Regions from separate parts of the Mus musculus genome. Here region 2 is linked to region 1. Evidence: chromatin contacts called from public ChIA-PET data. All regions are on one chromosome and are shown on one strand. The core of a region is the stretch at or near the end of the contact, and the rest is flanking DNA. Distances in the headings are between cores, read along the strand shown. Region 1 holds the start of Dtnbp1 (dystrobrevin binding protein 1). Region 2 overlaps Mylip (myosin regulatory light chain interacting protein).

The links. ChIA-PET counts read pairs in DNA pulled down with a chosen protein or histone mark.
Region 2: an RNA polymerase II ChIA-PET map of memory CD8 T cells shows a contact between it and region 1, with 10 read pairs. The contact joins the enhancer-like site here to the promoter of Dtnbp1 in region 1. A contact is called at or near these places in 1 of 39 promoter capture datasets (embryonic stem cells), 1 of 15 datasets of contacts at CTCF or cohesin (the NIH/3T3 cell line), 1 of 484 Hi-C or Micro-C datasets (bone marrow-derived macrophages), 15 of 115 datasets of contacts at active chromatin or transcription factors (the 230-238 cell line, bone marrow-derived macrophages, effector CD8 T cells and 11 more) and 3 of 9 other capture datasets (adipose tissue, macrophages and pancreatic islet).

Annotation. Positions count from the first base shown.
Region 1 is chr13:44,999,128-45,004,184 of GRCm38.p6, forward strand. It overlaps Dtnbp1 (dystrobrevin binding protein 1), which reads right to left and starts at 2,969. Exons shown (of 10, transcript NM_025772.4): 1 at 2,790-2,969. The coding sequence starts at 2,845.
Region 2 is chr13:45,410,737-45,415,715 of GRCm38.p6, forward strand. Mylip (myosin regulatory light chain interacting protein) reads left to right here. Exons shown (of 7, transcript NM_153789.3): 7 at 1-1,204. Among named protein-coding and RNA genes, the nearest start is that of Mylip, 23 kb to the left of the region's middle. Within about 2 kb of position 3,270, at least 25 of the 459 cell types and tissues checked have an H3K27ac peak or open chromatin away from gene starts, as enhancers often do. A contact at or near this core is called in memory CD8 T cells, where this site is marked.

The DNA of each region.
Region 1 (5,057 bases), core at 1,719-4,218:
CTGTCCCTAGGGTCCCAATGACAAACCAAGACAGAATACTCAAAGTTCTCTCTGGGGAACCATTGAGTTTATTGAGCTTCCTTACAGAGCACAGGTGAAGTGTTACTATAGGGGTGTGGGTACGTCTCCCCAACATCTGGAAAGCCTTTACCCTGGAGGGATTCGGCCTCCCATGTGGTGACAGGGGTGGAGCGCTCTCTGGAGGCTGAGCACAACTACATCTGCACAAAACACAGCAGGCGGGGCAGGGAGCGGCTGGATACTCAGGTGAGGTCCTACAGTCAGCCGGGCCAGCTGGCATCAGGCTTCCGCACTTGGGAAGCGGCTGAATTCCACAAGATGACAGTTTCCTGAGAGTCACGGAGGACATCGGATGGACATGGTTTACTCACTGAGGTGTCCTTCTCTTAGGAGAACAGTAAAGCAGCCCGATTTCGGGGAAGGGGATAGAGAAATGTCTCAGCAGTTAAGAAGACCTGTTCTTCCAAAGATTCGAGTTTGGTTCCCAGCAACCACATGGCAGCTCACAACTGTCTGTCACTCCAGTACCAGGGGATCCCATGTCCTCATCTCTCCTCTGCGGGCACCTGCACATACATAATATACATACACAGAGACACACATACACATGGATAAGAGAAATTAAAAAGGGAATTTGCCTGGAGTTAAGGCTCCTGCAACATAAAATTTTCAGAAACGGAAATGAGCATAAAATCTGAGAGACACGGCTCCTGCTAGCTCTTAGGAGCAAGGCGACTCACATCAAACTCAGAGCAAATTGAGCGAGGACACTTGCTCTACCTACCAAGGGTCCTGCAGGGACACCAGGATCACTCTGATGGCCTTGGGAGGTGACTGCCATGGCTCAACTGAACCCCTCAGTTTACAACAGAAACAGGTACTCAACTTCTGTGCTTGGTTTCTTAGCCAAGGCCAAAGTGGTCAAGTATGTAAAACAGACTAGATAAGCCCTCAGGCAGGAACATGGGAGGGCTAGAAAGATGAATTCTGTTGTGGTTGTTTTGTTGTTCCCTCAATAAAGAATGTGAAGGAAACCGAGGTCCTCAGCAGTTGGAGCAAGGCCCTTTCACTGGCAGACACACACAGCTTGAAGTCTGTTACATTCCCTTCAGGGGAATAGATGCTGGTGCAGTCTGCTGACCTGTCTGTCAGCTAAGTATCCTACAGAGAACAACATTTTCTCAGGATTTTGTCTAACTGAGCTGGCCCCAGGCTATGACATCGATTTCCAAGGGGTCCTAACCGAAGCTCCTCAGCTTCTGTCCCTAACTAAACTCTGAACCTTTGGGGGCTGTACAATCCAGAATCCACGCTCCTAAACTAACATCAAGCCCAGGGGTGACTTCTGAGACATACATGTGATCTACACTCTTAGCAACTACCAAAAGGGACTGCAGAGACACCCAAAAATTCCTTGAAGGAGTAACAGAAGAGTATTCAAGTGGGTGTTAGTCAAGGCCACTCTCGTGCTACAAGCAAGTTATTACAACAATACACCAAAGTTTTTAAAGTTTACACTTAAAACCAGAAGTTACTCTTCCTAAACCTGTATTTAAAAAAAAAAAAGCAACCATGAAAAAACCTCATCACTGAATAATTCCTTAGGCGCCCATAATCGATATTGACAAGACCACAAAACTAAAATCATCAATAATGCTTTATATACATTGGACACCTTCAAGTATCTGACAGCTTGTTACTATTCAACAGGCAAATGGTATAAAGCAGTTTTTTTGTTCCACGAGATGGGAGATCGGCTGTCATTTTTCCCATTAATTATTAAAGTATAGCATTATGACAAAGGTGCCCTCACATCAGGAACATTCGCCAAACATATGACAGACCAGCAGGGGGGGATGGTGGTGGATGCCTGAAATCACGTTGCATTGGGGCAGCTGAATCAGGGAGTATTCCCACCAGTTCAAGTCTGATCTAGGGTAAAGTATCTGTGAGGCGCTGTCTCAAAACAAAAGCCTGAACAAACCAGAGGGATGGCAGATTCTTTACAACGTGACTTTTTGTAAAGCAATAAAAGGAATTATAAACGAAAAGCCATACAAACAGTGCTTCCTGCCTATTTAACACAGCCACTAATAGTCCCATTAAACTGCGAGCGAGATAAGCACCATCACTATCTTACAGTACAGTAAGCAGAGACAAGAGACCCGGTAACTCGCAGTCAGGTTAAGAGGTAAAATCCTACAATAGTGCTTTAGGCAGCCTGGTACCCACTCAAGTTCCCCGACTTTGTAGCACATCGGAATCCCGTGACATTCCAGCTTAACCCAAGCTCAGAGAGGGCGAGAGCCAGGAGATTGCGAAAGGTTCCCGGGGGCGTCCAAAGTTTAGGCAACTCCGGGTGTGAACAGCTCCGCTCCAGTTCTGTCCCTCTGGGCCCAGCTCCTCCGTCACGGTGTTAAACCAGGGTAAAGGCAGAGAAGGCCGGAGAAGGGGTGGTCAAGGATCGGGCCGAATGGCCCGGTGTCCCCGCTGAAAGAGGAGGGGAAGGCGGGGGCCCGTGAGTCCTGCCCCGGGGTAGGCCGGCGGGCTTCCAGAGCAGAGGACACAGCCTCTCACGTGACCATCCTGCCCCGTCAAGCAGAGCTGCCCCGCGACAGGGCAGGAGGGCATCCCTCCCGCTGCGACCAAAGTGACTCGGTGCCGCCGCCGGGACACCGGGAAGTTCGTTGTCTCCGCGCGCCGACCGGACGGCAGCCCCGCGCCCACGCGCGTGGGGGAGCCCTTTCGGCCGCCCACCGCGTACTCACCCGGAGGTGAAATCCTGCTGTACGCTCAGCAGCCGCTCGCGCAGGGTCTCCAGCATCGCGTCCCCTCCCTCAGGCCTCGCGCCACCGCGCCCTCGGACGCCGTCGGGCGTCCCCTCGCCCCGCGCGTCGGCTCTCGCTTCACCGCGCCGCCGCCGCCGCAGCCTCCCCGGCCGCCGCGCCTTCCGCGTCCCCGCCCCCCTCCGCGCGCCCGGCCGGCGCAGCCGCAGTGCGGCGCTCAGGGGAGGCTCGCGCGGCGCCGAGGGGCGGGGCCTTCGCGAGCGCGCTCGCCCGCTCTGCAGACAGGGCGGGAAGCCGGCCTTCTCCAAGGTTATGACTGCTTCTTGGAAGGATGATTTCAGGCCCCTGCATCCTTTAGTTGAAGGGTTGGTTGGCTTTCGAAGGTCGGAAGAGCGCTGCGGGAATCTCCTGGGTGGCTGCGCCTCCCTATAACAACACTGCTTTGGTACTCCGTATTGGGGTTTGTCGGTGATGATCACCTGTCTCCAAACCCTTACTTTGCCCACTCTAGATCTTTGACTGACCCCGTCAAATTTCTGTGCCCTTCATCTCTCCATGTTGCCAAAGCCATGTTTCCCCTCCTCTGCCCCCTTGTGGGGGTGGAACTCGGTTTCTTGCATACCAAGGCTCTCCCACTGAGCCAACCCTCTTTATTCTGTGCGTCAATCTTTTCTCAACCTTTCAGTTATCCTCAGAGCAGTTGCTCACCTTTTTTCTTCCTTTCATCCCTTCTGTCCCAAAACTACGTGCACAGACTCCTCCTCCTCTCTATGCACTTTCCCTGGGCTAGTCTAGCCGTCATCTATTGTAGGGTACTCCTCTGTTTTTGCTTGCCCCCTTCCTTTCCTCTCAGTTGTTTCACCGCGTTGTCCCCGGGACATCTCAAGCATCCTTTGTGGCATACTAGACAAGCACTCTGGCAGTGGGTGACATCCCCAGCCCTTCCACGTGGAAAAGGGGATTAAAACACTCCGAGCCTTTTCTACTCAGGAAAGACGACTACTGAGCTAGGAAGTTGGATATTTAGTCATGCTTTTTTTTTTCCTTGAGTGCAGACTTCCAAAATGAGGATTCATTTTGCTTTAAGACTGGCTACCAGGGTGACACCCTCTTTTTTAAATGACAAGATGGTCAAGGTTATAAGAGGTTCAGTATCAGGAGCTCAGCTTCTCTATCAATATTAGTCATGTGTTTCATTAGCTGTATCAAAATAGAATCGAGGAGTTAGCTTCCTGCTAGGGTTTGCACGTAAATTGTTTCTACAGATTTATATGCTTGAACTCTCTTGTGTGAGAAATATGGACCCTCACTTCATAATAAGAGCCCCGTAGACTTGGAGTAGTGTAAGTGTGGCAATTCATTTTTGCCACTTGGCAAAGCCAGGCACCAGCCCAGAATGGCAGGCCCGCTGAGCATCGAGAACAGCTTTTGCAACCCCAAAGCAGGGCCCTTTTCCCCTTTAGTCTTTGTTTGAATAACCAGGAGGATCCAGTCTTGTGCATCATCTGGGTTCCATCTTTCTCCCCTAAGTTTTTCATCTCCTTTGCTGCTTATATTTGTCTATTTTCAACAAAGACTGTGACTGTGTTCATCTCTGCACTTCACATTCCGTTTATTTTAAAGTTGACCAGCCATGTGACCTTAGCACATCTGCAGGTCCTTAGGCAAGCTGTGCTGTTAGTAATTTTCTACTCTAACCTCTTTTGTTGAGTTGAGAGGGTAACAACAGGCATATAGTGTTTTCTGTTCATTTCTAAATGAGCATCAAAGCACTTTTCAAATTTAACCATTATATTATTATTATTATTATTATTATTATTATTATTAATTTCTTACAGGTGCCAGCTTAGAGAGCTGATTTGGGAAGTTGTAGAATCTCTAGGAGATTGTGTCATTTTGGGGAGGCACTCTTGCCTTATAGCTCTGGCCCATTTCTTGTCTCTCCTGGCTTCCTGGTGGCATGAGGTGTTTCAGCTGCACACTCCTGCTATGGACTCTTGTGTCTTCTCTCTCCTGGTGGACTGTACCCTTTTAAACCGTGAGCCCAAATAAATCTTTCTTCCCTTACATTGCTTCTGCTCAAGTATCGAGTCCCGTGATGAGAAAGAAATGGCTAGCACATCAATTTGTCCCCCCTTTTATCTCATTTCTGAGTCAGTTCATTTAAGAATGGGCCGTGCTGCCGGTTTGAGTGCTTTTCTATGCAGAATAGTACCTGCTGCAAAGTGAGTGACCACACGTAACATAATA
Region 2 (4,979 bases), core at 2,020-4,519, 410 kb after region 1:
CCTTGAACTTTAGGGTTGGTTTTTTTTTTTAATGATCAAGTAAAGGAGTAGATAGAATCGTCTTCGTCAGTCAAGTGGCAACATGGCCCAACCGTGGGCACCTTTTAGGAAATGACGTCATATGTCTCCTTCACTTTTTCCCCGGGCAGCAGATTTTGTAAGTGTTTTAAGGATTTCCTTGGTTCTTTTTGTATGGTCATGGAGCGCTGAATATTTTTAATAGGGATTTTTTTTCTTAAAGAAATAGTCCTCATTATAAAAGTCATTTCTGTCTTTATAACTCATTCAAGAACAACTGGAAAAGCTGGCAGATTGAAAAAAAAAAAGCAATCCTGTGACTTCCCAAGGGTTGACAGCAATGTTGTCAGATTGGAAGCAGTCTGGCTGAGAGCCAATAGGTAACTCACCGTGGGTGACTTCCTTCCTAGAGCCCTTCCGTTTCCCCTCATTCCACACCCCATGCCTTTCACTGATAAAAATGCTACCAGTTTGGTTAAGAGACATACATGGTAGAGTCAAGCACTCCCTGGGCTTTGGAGATTGGAAAGCGAGAGTAGCTTCCTTGAAGGAAAAAGATGAGAGAGAGAGAGAGAGAGAGAGAGAGAGAGAGAGAGAGAGAGAGAGAGAGAGATGAGCCAGAGAGCCACTCAGTATGCCCGAGTGGTTCTTCACTTTCCCAAGCACTCACTCCAGCTGCACCCATGGGTGTCGCCTTGCTTGAAGATCAAACTTTCTACAGCCTTATAGGTTTCTAGATAGTGTCTCCTTTTTGTGTATGTCTTGTTTCTCGTTGTTCGAGTTTTCCTATGTCAGTGCTTCCATACTCATTGTCCTGCCCCCTCGGTGTCTTCCAGAGGTAGGGCTACTTCTTTATGTTTCCATATTCTAAGTTTTCACCCCCACTTGGGCATTTTGGAAGCTAGTGAGCTAGGGGGTTTTCTAGGGTGTCAGGAAACCTAGCTGACCTCATCGGGTGCAATACTAGCTAAGTTAAAGCTAGAAGCCTACACTGTCACTTTACTGAGATTTCTGAGTCTACGTTTCATATTGCCTTAATGTAGCAGTAATGTGTTTATGCATTTGTTTCTTTGCACAGACATTTTGTCAGATATTAAAACTCTACTTTTTTATGGCACATATTAGCATATAAGCCTTTATTCCAAGAGGTATTTATTTTTTCACTTGTAAAAAAAATAATGTTTCCACATTTAAAAAAAAAAAAACTCTGTTATATCCTAGAGGACTTCTGTCTTTTATATTCAGGATAATAAAGACTTTAAAGCAAACTGGGCCTTTGTGATCTTATGGTTATTGTCACGTAGGCCATTTTGCCATTGAGTGAGCACTTCACCTCAAGGTTGGGACATTTAAGGTGTTAAGGTGGCTTCACTGAGAGGATCTGCCCAGGTCTTCTATCATCTGTTTTTGGACATACAAGGTTTGAAGGTAGGTGAACAAGATTCTGTGACACACATGGTGTATGCAAAGGATAGCTTGGGGAGGAGGGAAGCAAAGTGGCTCACCCAGTAAAAGATTTTGCTACATAAGTGTGATGGCCTGAGTCATCATGGAACCCACATGAAGAGGAGAGGAAAGATCCAACTCAGCAAAGTTGGCTTATGACGGTCACACATGGGGCTCGCAAGGCTCAGTCACAGCAGAAACATACTGTGGTGTCCGGGACTGCCTTCCTACAGTACTACTGCATGCTTCTGCTGGGCTGTGCTGGTGTGTGCACATCTATGCTGAAAATGCTTTGTATGGTAGAGTATTTTAAACTATCTGTAACTGATACCTTTACAATTGGGAGACAGACCCCAACACAGCCTCCCATTGGTTTCTAGGAGTCAGCTCATTTATTCAACATATTTATTAGACAACAACTCAATGGTTAATGAGCCCCAGAACTTTCAAAGAAAAACAGTCAAAGACACAATTTATCACATACCCAGAGCAGCAGCAGAGTATTGGGTGTCTTTGGGATTTACAGTGTCTGTGTAGTGCCTGTGACACGCATGGGTGCTTCCGTATGGAAGTTCAGTGATGTTCAGGTTTGTGTACATGACTGTCTCAGAATGATAACCAGGATGAATGGGTGGGTGAGTGACAGGTCAACAAATAACATTGCTTGTACTCCATGGGCCAGGGACTTAAGCTTAGCAACCAGCATGAAAACCCATGTATTACTTGGCTTTCTAGAAGCATAAGGGACGACACACTGCTGAGCATAGGAGATACTGACTACCTCTGCTTAGGGTCCAGGGTAAACATGCTTCAGTAGGACCTTTGAGCAAGACTTGTATTCTGTAGATGGGGGAAAAGCCGTATGGCCCCTGTCAAGGCTACAATGCAGCCAGCCAGTGGGTCTTGCCCAGGCTCACATATCAATGCACTGATAAGAAATTAGGCTCTGAAGGAATATGTGGCATGGGGAAACAGTGAGGGGAACCTTCAATTCCAGGTTTGACTTTGGTACTCTCTACTGCCTTCAGAGGCAGGAACTGGCAAGACAGGAAAGCTTGTACAACAACTAACACATGAGACAGAGGAGAGCAGAGAGACAACTCAGTTTTGATTATGTCTTGACATGAAGAAAACAAGGAAAGTGGGCCAGAGAGATGGCTCAGTAGGCAAAGACTGACAAAGTGGAAGATGGATGGAGAGATGGCTCAGCCGTTAAGAGCCCTGGCTGCTCTTGCAGAGGACCTTGGTCAGATTCCCTGTACCCACATGGTGGTTTACAACCAATTGGATCCCCCATTTCCAGGGGATCTGATGCCCTCTTCTGGCCTCTACATGCACCAGACATGCATGTGAGACACAGACATACATGCAGGCAAAATAGTCATACACATACTTTTTTTTTAAGGTGGATGGAGAGAAATCAGTAAAGTTGTCCTCTGACCTCCACATGCTCCCCGTGGCATGTACACACACAGACATACCATGCGTGCACACAATGATCAAAGAATAAGATTTTTTTAAAAAGGGTAAGACAAATGAAAAGACTTGATGAGGCGTGTCATAAAGATTGAAAACAACTGAAAGGAGAATCCATAGGGGGAAGGGGTTAGTGACTTGTTGCTATGACCAGATACCTGTGTCAAGAAGCAACCTGGGAAAAGAAGGATTTATTTGGACACACACTCTAAGAGGAGATGCATCTACTCCATCAAGGAGAGGGAAACATGGTAGCAGGCACATGAGGTTGCTGGTCGTGCTGAGCCTGCCAGCAGAGAGCAGACATTGGACAGGAAGTGGGCTAGGCTATGAAACCTCAGAGACCCACTCTTTTTAGCAGGACTTTTCTCCCTTAAGATTTCACAGTCCTTCAAGCCAGCCCCACCGGCCGAGGACGAAGTGTTCAGATATATGAACCTAAGGGAACTTTTTACATCCAAACCACAGTAGGAGGGATCCTCAGGAACAGAAAGGAATTTGCTTTGTTTGGATCCTGGAAAGCTAACAGAGGCCCTACTTAGAATCACCTGGAACTGGTTAGAAGCCAGAGTCAGACTTCCGGGGTCGGGACTTCCGGGGTTGGGACTTCCCGGGTTGAGAAAGAAAGAAGCCCTTTGTGTTAAAGATGTGAAAGTGACCAAAGAAGCAGCTGGTACCCCCAGAGGAGGCGGGGCTAAAACGTGCTCTTGGAAGTTGTTTTGTTAAAAAGCAAACATTTGTTTTTGGTTTTTCCCCTTGGGCCTTCAAGATAACTAAAAAATGAAAGCCGAGCACCTCTGCCTTCTTTTGGTCCCTGTCTCCAGGCTAAAGAGACAGAGACAGAAATCAATGTCCTTAATCTGACCTCCAGAAGTCATCTTGGATTCCCAGCACAGCAGAAGACCACCAGACAGAGAGGCCACGCCCAAAGATGAGAATAATTACCCATGAAAGTCAGGCTGTACCCTAGAATGATCGTGTGGGGGCCATTTGATGCCTTTAAGTCATGACAGCCATAAGGAAGGACTTCTTCAAAACCCTTCACTAGAATAAGACAGAGACCAACTGATTGGATGTTTGATTATGCACACCCCTGTTTTCCTGCCTCGGTTCCTCCTCTATTTAAATCCAAAGCTTATGCCAGTAGTGAGGGGGGAAAAGAAAGAAGGAAGGAAGGAAGGAAGGGAGGGAGGGAGGGAGGGAGGGAGGGAGGGAGGGAGGGAGGGAGGAAGGGAGGAAGGAGAAAGACATGACAGTTCCTCAGTATGGTGAAGGAGAAAGTTTATTATAGAGATGTGGGAGAGCATAGCCAGAGGCTGACACATCTGGGAGAGTCCAGAGTGGTTGTGACCCTGAACCTCCTGGTGAGAGGGGGAGGGGAAGGGAGAGAGTGGAATGGAGCCCGGTACATCAGCCAGGAGGCCAAAGGTGCAGAAGAAAAGAAGGGGCAGGTAACCAAAATGTCTGGATTATGTAAGGAAGAGCCTCTGGGGGAAGAACAGCCTAGCCCCTGGGCTTGAAAGTTCATGGTAGAGGACGGGGTATGTCAGCCATATGCTGTAACAGGTAGGAACTGAGGGATACTGGGAGAACCTGGAGGCCTGATCCAATTTGAAAGGTTAAGTAGGCACCTCAGCCACTTGTCCTGGGTCTGAAACTTAACAATTACCCCAAAGGTGCCCTTAGGGTCTCCAGGCCCCTTTCTTTATCCCTCCTCCCAGTGTGATCACATTGAATCTGTTTTCACCTTAGCTGACATACTGGAGCATAGAGCCAAGCCTATGAAACCCCACCATAGGCCCAGCAGTGTTCTGGCTCTGTGGTTTGGATGGGAGCACATGGGTCAGCAAAGAGAGAGAGATAAACAGGGATTTCCAGGACCTTTGAAGCCCAATGGGCTGATGACACTCAGGGCTGGCTGGCTAATGATCCACTTGACAACACTTGATGAAAAACCCTTGCCTCCTTTTCCTGAGGGTTTCAGAAATATGTAGAAAGCAAATTGTGTTTCCCCACCTCCTAGCACAGCGGTCTTATTA